Regions from separate parts of the Pan troglodytes genome. Here region 2 is linked to region 1. A link is a contact called in public HiChIP or PLAC-seq data. All regions are on one chromosome and are shown on one strand. Each heading gives the region's core, a stretch centred on a gene start, on an enhancer-like site or on the middle of the called end of the contact. The rest is flanking DNA. Distances are from core to core; before and after follow the strand shown. Region 1 holds the start of ALS2 (alsin Rho guanine nucleotide exchange factor ALS2). Region 2 overlaps KIAA2012.

Region 1 (4,627 bases), core at 788-3,287:
AGAACCTTGGCTTCTATAACCCCCTTCATTTTAACTCAAACATTTCTTTCTGCTAACTTCAACTCTTTAGGAAAAGCTTAGCTTTTTCAACCCATCATAAAGTCTCTGAATCCACCTATAATCTGTGAGCACCACCGGCCCCCCATGTATTGATCTATGTCTTTGCCTATAACTTCTGTCTCTCTAAAATGTATAAAACCAAGCTATAACCCAACCACCCTGGGCACATGTTCTCAGGACTTCTTGAGGCTGTGTCCCAGGCCATGGTTACTCATGTTTCGATCAGAGTATATTTAACCTCTTCAAATATTTTATAAAGTTTGTCTTTTTTCATCAACAGAACAAAGTCTTTCCTTTGGGGAGATTAGGGATCCTGAGTTCAGGATCTTCTAAGAAGAAAGAGGGAGAAGAAAAGGACTCGGTGAAAAGGAGCCGGGCTCGGTGGCTCGCGCCTGTAATCCTAGCACCTTGGGAGGCTGAGGCACGTGGATCAATTGAGGTCAGGAGTTCGAGACCAGGCTGGCCAACATGGTGAAATCCCATCTCTACTACAAACACAAAAATTAGCCGGGTGTAGTGGCGGGCACCTGTAATCCCAGCTATTTGGGAGGCTGAGGCAGGAGAATCGCTTGAACCTGGGAGGCGGAGGTTGCAGTGAGCCGAGATCGCGCCACTGCACTCCAGCCTGGGCGACAGATCGAGACTCCCTGTAAACAAAACAAAACAAATCAAAACTGGTTGCAGGTAGGTTTTGTGGTAGTGGCTGATGGGATTTGGGATTTAAGGAAATTCACCTCTAGTGGTCTCACTTTCCTCAGAGATGTAAGAGACAAAATTTTTTATTTTTATTTTTACCAAAGCGGGTGAGTGAGTAGAGTTCAGTAAGAGGTTAGAAGAGCGTGAGGGCTGGGAACAGCAGGGGAGGGGAATAGGAGATAATCTGAGTAGCAATGTGTAAACGTGACTGTCTTAGGCTCAGCAATATTGCGTAGTCGCACATGGAAGTCCCGACTGAAGTTGGACACTTTTCGTTCGCAGTGGTGCCAATTTTCAGGGTTGTGTGATTTTCTGCACCGATGCAGGAGTGTGCAAGGTTGGTTGAACTGTTGCAGACTAACAGTTTTGCAGGTGGGCGAAGGATCAGGGAGGAAATTGAGTTGAGGGTGTTGGTGAATAGGATATAGGAGTTTCAGAACCCGACTACACATCTGTCGTTGATGGTCTAAATATTTGCATGTTTGCAGGTCCAGCGATGGCACAATGCCTAGCAGCAGAAGGTTTCCACCCACTGTGCGACATGAGTGGCAGCCCTGGAAAATCATAAAATCATGGGAGGACTTGAGAGTGCAGGCTGGGTGGGGTGGGACTGTGGCTGCGAAAAACAGTGTTATGAAACTGCGCGGGACAAGAAAGCTGATTTTACTGATTGTATATTGGGGAGTACTACGGGAATCACTGGAGAGGCCACTTCATTTTCTCCTATCCCACCCCATCTTTTGGGGTTGCAACTAACCAGTAAGTTTACACATTGAGAATACAATGGCGAAACGGGGCCGCGAGGCGATGACGTCATTCGCGGGAGTTTGGGGGAGAAGCGACCACTGTTAGGGTACTGTCCATAAAGGCAATTTGAAAATATTTCAGCCTTTTTACTTTTATACTTCCGGCCCTTGCAGTTTGAGGTGGTAACAAACGACTGCTGCTCCCAACCACTTTCACCACTGCCTGTTACCATGGAAGCGCTCGGGTAGCTAGGCTTGGACGACTCTATTCTACGTCATCATCAAAGCGCATCTCAGGAATGATAGCTCCGCCCTAAACTAAGGGAGAGGCTGTGCTCCCAAGTACGTAGCCTGCAGTGCCTAACGCATTCTCAGTAATTTTGACCCCCAACAGACGCCGTCGACAGTCTCCCAAGAACAATTCCCAGGAGCTCGGATTCCAAGAGCCGCCCGCGCCCTCGTTTACCCTCGCTAGTCGCCCTGCAGCCCCGCCCTGTCCGGAGGCCCCGCCCTCCATGAATCAGCTGATCCCGCGGACCCACTGGGTTGCCAAGCTCGCGCCGGATGCGGAGCGCGGTGCTGCCGGTGGAGCTTCAGGTGAGCGAGCGTGGGTCCCGGGTTGGCTATTGGCTAAGGAGGGCTTATCGGCTGGGACCCCTTGTATGCGGAAGGCCGGGGACAGGGAGCTAGGCGGAGGCTGTGGTCGAGGCCGGAGAGCGCCCTGCGGGGGCCTGCGGAGACGGCGCCCGCATTTTCCCAGCTCTGGGTGCGATCGACTGCTCCTGCCGGTCCAGCAGCGCCCGAGGCGGCCCCTGCCTTGGCCCCAGGTTCTCCCACTTGCCCCGGTCTCTCCCTCGCCAGACTGGGCGCCGCTGCAGTGGTCTCAGCTGCGTGAAATTCCTTCAAGTCCCCTCTTCCCGCCTCCACCCACGCTGCCTTCCAGCTATTCATTCACGAGAATTTCTTGAATGCCCACACTAGGCGCTGAGCTGATAAACTGGGGTCCGTGGCCGGGAACCCTGCTGAGTGTCCCTGGCGGCCTTGCCACAGGGTGCAAATCGCGTTGAAGAGTGGACCAAGGGCTACTTGAAAAGGCGGTTGCGGAGAAAGAAAATGGCTTTGATAATAAGAATTAGTAGTTTAGGCAAGTCTTTGAGCCTATCAAGTAATTCATCAAGAGGAGAAGATAAGTTATTTTGAGAAGCGAAGCCAGAAAAATAACACAGGTCCTTGACGCTGGTGTTCGTCCTCGGATAATAGGGCTACTTTGGAGACAGGCAACAGTAGACTGGTAGAATCGTACTATTGCTTAAGGCTTTGATGGTGGAAGAGAAAAAACACTCTTGTTGAAGTGGCATATCCAAGAACAGTGCTTTCTTTCTGGTTTAGGATGGAGAAGGAACTGACTGCTGTACCCAAGTGAAGATCTTTACTCAGTTACCCTTATATTTGGCTATATGGAATAAAATTGTGTGATATGTTTATTCTGAGCAGGTACAAAACTTCAGCAAACCTATTGGTCCCACATTTCCCCCCCCCCCCCATTTATCATATGATTTGGAGTGACCGGTTGACCTTTGAATTAATGAATAATTTAAAGCAGTGAAAAATTTGTTTTTGCAGTAAACTACAGTGTTTTAACCTTGATAACATAAGCATAGTGGTTAAGAGTCTAGGCTTTGTATCTGAACATACCCAGAGTCACATCCATTTACATCTTTGATTTTGGGCAAGTTATTTAATCTCTCTGCCTCAGTTCTCTTGTCTCTAAATTGGGGATAAAAATGTTTTCCTGATAACAGTACCTTTACATGTAATGGTTCATGTATCGTATTTATTACAGTGCCTGTTTTATGGTAAATATTCAATACATATTAGCTGTTTTTATAGTTAATTCCACCCACTACATCATGATCCAAACTGACTCTTTTCTTAAGTGATGGGGAAGGGAACTGAATATTTTAAGGAAGTAGCTATAAAATATGATTTCAAGTTGTTCTGTAGTAATTTTGGTGTTCCATAAGGACATTTTAATGTGAAAAAGATACTGACAGAATCTATACATGGTTTGAATTTATTAGTTTCTAAACTATGACCAGTATTAGCAGATTTAAAATTCATAATTATAGCAAGAAAACGTCAAAGTTGTTTAATAGTGTTAAAATTTGAAACTGTAATGATCCAGAAAAATGAAATACCAAACCGATAATTTTGGGAAAAAAACAAAACTTGAGTGGCATTATGCAGGCTATTTACTTTTTAAATGTACACAATATAAACAGGAATCCCTTCTCTCCAAATTTCAGTTTTTCAGAATTTGGGCTGTCATTTGAAACACTTACTTTGGGCACTTTGACTGTTAAAGAAGCAAAGGGTATGCTAAGAACTTCAATGAGTCTTGATGTTAGTGTTTTTGTAATTAGGTGGAATCTCCTACCTTTTCATGAAAACTGTAGGTTTAAAGCAGTAGCTGCTGGGTCCATTCTAATGATAATCTCAAAAATGTGACTGACTTGTAAAAAACTACAATTATTTATTAATGTGAGACTAGGTAAAGTATGAGTTGAAAAACTAGGAAGAAAGGCAGAGTGGTGATTTTTAAGCTTGTATAAAGGAAGGCCCGCTTTGGGTACTATGAGGTACCTTTCTCACTCAGAGGCATGCTGTGAGGATTTGTGACTTTTAAATCATTTAGCTCTTTTTATAACTTTGTGGAATTAAATCTACCACGTATTTCAAGTGTATTCAGGATATGAATTTTCCTGGTAGAGTTTTAACAGATTTTTTTCTCTTAACCCGTCATTGATGACCAAACAATTTTGTTGTCTGTAATAAGAAAGTACTCGGTTTTGTAGGGTGTCAGTCCTTAAGAAAATGTTAGGTAGTCATCAATAAAATAGCAACAATCTCTGGCTTGTTTCTTTTTCATATTGCATTTAATTTTCCTTTCCCTGTCTCTTATTCGTCTGTATATGTGATGGTGCTTTCTTTAGCTTATGTCTTGATGTTTGCCTGCATGTAGCTGAACTGATTGATCCAGGTGGGTAGAGGAAAACATATTTAAATTGGTAGTTTTTGGAGCTATTGTATACTTCTTTCAAATTTGAAGAAAATTTACAGTTTTC
Region 2 (4,627 bases), core at 1,056-3,555, 390 kb before region 1:
CCCTCTTTGAATTCTTGTGATAAACCAAATTCAGTTGTGTGTATTGTTAATACTTTTAAAAATATAAGCTTAAGAATTTGATTGGTTAATAGTTTAGGAGTTTTGTATGTTTGATCATAAGTGAGATTGGTCTATAATTTTCCTTTTTTAATTTTATTTTTTGAGACGGAGTTTCGTTCTTGTTGCCCGGGCTGGAGTGCAATGGTGCTATCTTGGCTCACTGCAACCTCTGCCTCCCGGGTTCAAGCGATTCTCCTGCCTCAGCCTCCTGAGTAGCTGGGATTACAGGCACGTGCCACCACGCCCAGCTAATTTTGTATTTTTAGTAGAGACGGGGTTTCTCCATGTTGGTCAGGCTGGTCTCGAAGTCCCGGCCTCAGGTGATCCACTCGCCTTGGCCTCCCAAAGTGCTGGGATTACTGGCGTGAGTGACCAGGCCCGGCCTATAATTTTCCTTTCTTATGTTGTCCTTATCTCTAGTTTTAGCTGCTTTTGGGTTTTGACAAATTTAGGTCTCTTGTTAGAAATGAGCTTTTCTTCCTGGAAGGTGAAGAGAATTTTCAGAATCAAGGGACGACTGTTGTTCTCTGGGACTCTGGGGGACTTCCCGGGGGACTTCCCCAGTCTGGGCTGTGTAGGAGTAAACCAGAAACATTCTTAAGCGTGCACCACTTCCTACTTCCTCCTCTTCCAATATGAAGGAGAACTTTGAAATACTTCCCAGAGGAAAAATAGAGCAGTACCAGAGTTAGGTCATGTAGGTGCTAAGGACTAGCAGAATATTTTGCACCTAGTACTGCAGGCTGCAGATAGCAGGGCCTGGCAGTGTGCTGTGCCATGACTGTGCAGGCATCATACTGGGCAATGTGGGGAGCAAGGAGCCCCAGACCTTTGCATGGTGCCATCTTCCAGGCTGTAGATTCTGGTGAGTGGCACCACCAGGACTCCTGGGCACACACTTCTGGCCTCCCTGTTTTCTCCACAGTGTTAGGAGGAACTTTTCCAGCACTGGCTACTCCTCACTTCTTTGCACAGGTCAGGCAATCATTACACTTGCTCCTTCTGGAGCTGTTTATTCCTGAAGCTGGAAACTGCCCAAGGAAAAGTCTTCAAAACGGAACTGACCTGAACGGAACAGAACTGAACTAGATAACCACTAACACTGGGCAGACTCCAGTTACCCTGGTTTTAATAATTAGTTGTCATGCACGATTCTCTTGACTTGTAGGCCTCAGATTTCTTCATCTATAATATAAAAGAACTTTTAGATCACCTCCAAGATTCATGCTGGCTTAAAAAACATACTGCCATAATTTCGTGATGTTTCCCTGACTTTTTACTATTTCCTCTCAGAAACACAGGGATGGCATCACAACTCAAAGATTCAAGGACCATGGAGTCATAGAAACCTGGGTTCATCTCTCAGCTTCTCCACTTACTGGCTGTGTGCCCCTTGGGCAAGTTACCTAACCTCTTTGAGCCTCATTTTCCTCATCTGTGGAATAGAAACAATGCACTTTGCCTCATAAGGTTATAGTGAGGATAAAATAAGCTCAAAGTACATAAAGCACCTAGCATTACGTCTTGCTTCATAGTAAATGCCAAAAATGGCCAGGCGCGGTGGCTCACGCCTGTAATCCCAACAGTTTGGGAGGCCGACGCGGGTGTAAGCCCGCAAACAGCCTGGCGAAAACCCGTCTCTACTAAAAATACAAAAATTAGCAGGGCGTGGTGGCAGGCGCCTGCAATCCCAGCTACTCGAGAGGTTGAGGCGGCTGACTTGCTTGAACCTGGGAGGCGGAGGTTGCAGTGAGCCATCGCGCCACTGCACTCAAGCCTGGGCAACAGAGTAAGACTCTGTCTCCAAAAAAAAAAAAAAAAAAAAAAAGTAAATGCCAAAAATTACTTCCCTTTTCTCCACCCCTAAGTGGAAAATTGGCCAAAATAAAACAGTATCAATTAAAAAGTCCAATTGTTTGGGTGGCACTCCAGGGGTTTGCCTGCCTCCCTGCCTTCTCCCCAGGGACTATGCGTGCCTGCTTTTCAGATGTTTAGACCTTCTAGCTCTGCCAGTCTCCATCTCGGGATGGAGTCCATAGGAGGCCCCAGCGTTAGAGACATCACAAGCCACCACAGAGAGGAAAAGAAAAGACTAAAGGAGGCGACACACTCGAGAAGTGACCCTTCGGGGAGAGCCCGCCTGGGGTCTTGAGCTCACCAGCGAGGAGCTCCTTTTGTAAGGCCGGGACGACCTCGCGCAGCAGAGAGGCGCTAGGCAGAAGCCTCTCCGACGCCGCGGGGACCCGGAGCGGCGCTATTGAAGCCATAAACGCGGCAGGCCCCGAGAGGAGCTGCTCCCAGCGCGCCTGCTGCGGGGCCCCTGCCGCCGCGGAGGCGCAGATGCCGCAATGCTGGACCACTTTGGCCTCCCTCCCCGATTGGCCACACCTTTTTTTCCCTTTAAAAAAACTGCTTGAAGAATCTTTTCATTCATATTTCTCTAGTTGGGGTGTGTGTGTGTGTGTGTGTATGTGTGTCTGTGTATATGTGTCTGTGTGTGTGTCTATGTATGAATGTGTGTGTGTATATGTCTGTGTGTGTGTGTGTGTGTGTGTGTGTAGTATTTCTTTAAATCTCTATTTCCCCGGACCTTGCTGTTTTCTCCGGTGGGGGGCGAACCCTCTTTTTGATAGCTGTTAACATCCAGCATTAATCTATGCAGACAGCCTGGGGAGGTCAGCCTCACTGTTGCCCAGCTCTGCGACCAAGGATGTGGTACTTAACCACTCTGTGCCTCAATTGTCTCATCTGACAAATAGGGATATCAAGGCCTGCTTCTTTACAGGATTAGTATAAAAGTTAAATGAGGCACTTTACAGAAAATGCATAGCCTGGTGCCTGGCACACAGGGAGTGTGAACTGCTGCCTTCTCTTGATGTCTTCATCACAAATGGGTGAACGCAGTCTAGGTTCGTAAATGCCTTCCTTCATGTCAGCCATTACCTCCTACAGGAAGCCCTACCTGATTTCTCTCTATCTGGATCAGATTTCTGCCCCGGTCTGGATCAGTTGTCCTTCCTGTATTCTCTTAGAGCACTGATCACACTCCACTCACTGGAGCTGTCTGCACACATATCTGTTTCCTCCACCAAAGCGGGAGCTGCAGTAAGGAGTGTATTTTATCCAACCATGAAGGCTATGAAACTTAGTAGGGATCAGCAAGTGTATGCTGAGTGAATAATGGAAGCTTCCATTCATGCAGTCGGTGGTTAAAGACTTAAGACGGCCTGAACCTGGAGGCTGAACCATGGAGCTATCTCAGTGGTAGCACCGTGGATTCTGCTTTTCCCCTTAACAGAAACAGTTCCAATGTCACTGAATCACAGAAAGTGAGAAACAGAGATTGGAAGGTCAATTTTGTTATTTTCAGATCAGGAAGTGGAAGCCTCCAGAGGCCCAGAGGTTTATGGAGTCCTCATGCCATGCCAGAGAACCGTGGCAAAGCAGTGCTCCCATCTTGACCCATTGAGCTCTCACTCACTTGTTGCTGCACTGAGCCAGGGCTCACAAATGGCACAGGGATGGCCTCCTCCCAGGCTGTCACCTGAGGGAGGCTGGGTGGTAGAAGAGATTTATGTAGGACACAGTGAAGGTGGCAGACCGGCCTTCCCTGGAAGTGGGGGTGGGGGATGAGCTTGGGAAGGAGGCCCGGCCCCAGTCCTGGATCTACAGCCTACCACTGTGCAAGCCTGAGCGACTCATAGACGGCCAGAGCATGAGAATGGGATGGGGCCCTAGAGATGATCCATCCCGACCTCCTTGGTTTATGGGAAAGGAGACCAAGGCCCAGAGAAGCAATCCGCCCTTCCCTAAACTACAGACTTAATCAAAGGCACAGCTGGTAAAGGAATCCATGTCTTTTGAATCTGAAACCCAGTTTCCTCGATGAATAGATTTCAGTGTTTCCCAGACATCAGTGGGCATATGAATCACTTGAGGACCTTGTTAACAGGCAGGTCTGGGGTGAGACCCCAGATTCTCTTTTCTAATAAGCTCCCAGGTGCTAGCTAGAATGGGTCTAGATAGGTGGTTCTTACAAAAATCTCTGGTCTAGACTGCACTATGATGAAACGACTTGGTACACTAGCCACGAATTAGACCAGCCTTATCAGGTTAATGAGGGCATTGGCTGCTGGGACACTCACTGAGAAGCTGACAGAGCCAGTGTCCTCCTTCCCCATCAGCATTAGTCACCTGTTTTTTGTTGTTTTTGTTTTTTTTTGGAGACAGGGTCTGGTTCTGTTGCCCAGGCTGGAGTGCAGTGGCATGATCATAGCACAGCTCACAGCAGCCTCAAACTCCTGGGCTCCAATGATCCTCCTGCCTCAGCCTCTGGAGTGATGGGACTACAGGCATGTGCTACCATGCCCAGCAATTTTTAAAATTTTTTGTAGAGACAGGATCTTGTTGTGTTGCCTAGTCTGGTATCAGACTCCTGACCTCAAGTGATCCTCCTGCCGTGGCTTCCCAAAATGTTGGGATTACAGGCGTGAGCCACTGTGTCTGGCTGAAAATTGATCCTTAAATAGTTAAAAAAAATTCCTTGGCACTTCCTCTTCTTTTTTCT

The links. HiChIP or PLAC-seq counts read pairs in DNA pulled down with a chosen protein or histone mark.
Region 2: a contact with region 1 is called in an H3K4me3 HiChIP or PLAC-seq map of stem cell-derived excitatory neurons, with 7 times the contacts expected there. The contact joins the enhancer-like site here to the promoter of ALS2 in region 1. A contact is called at or near these places in 3 of 7 Hi-C or Micro-C datasets (blood, induced pluripotent stem cells and stem cell-derived neural progenitor cells) and 1 of 1 datasets of contacts at active chromatin or transcription factors (stem cell-derived excitatory neurons).

What each region holds. Positions count from the first base shown.
Region 1 is chr13:103,809,240-103,813,866 of NHGRI_mPanTro3-v2.0_pri, reverse strand. ALS2 (alsin Rho guanine nucleotide exchange factor ALS2) reads left to right here and starts at 2,037. Exons shown (of 34, transcript NM_001079920.1): 1 at 2,037-2,099.
Region 2 is chr13:104,198,284-104,202,910 of NHGRI_mPanTro3-v2.0_pri, reverse strand. All of the region lies in intron 15 of KIAA2012, which reads right to left. It also overlaps the pseudogene LOC107973653. Among named protein-coding and RNA genes, the nearest start is that of SUMO1, 67 kb to the left of the region's middle. Within about 2 kb of position 2,305, at least 8 of the 24 cell types and tissues checked have an H3K27ac peak or open chromatin away from gene starts, as enhancers often do. A contact at or near this core is called in stem cell-derived excitatory neurons, where this site is marked.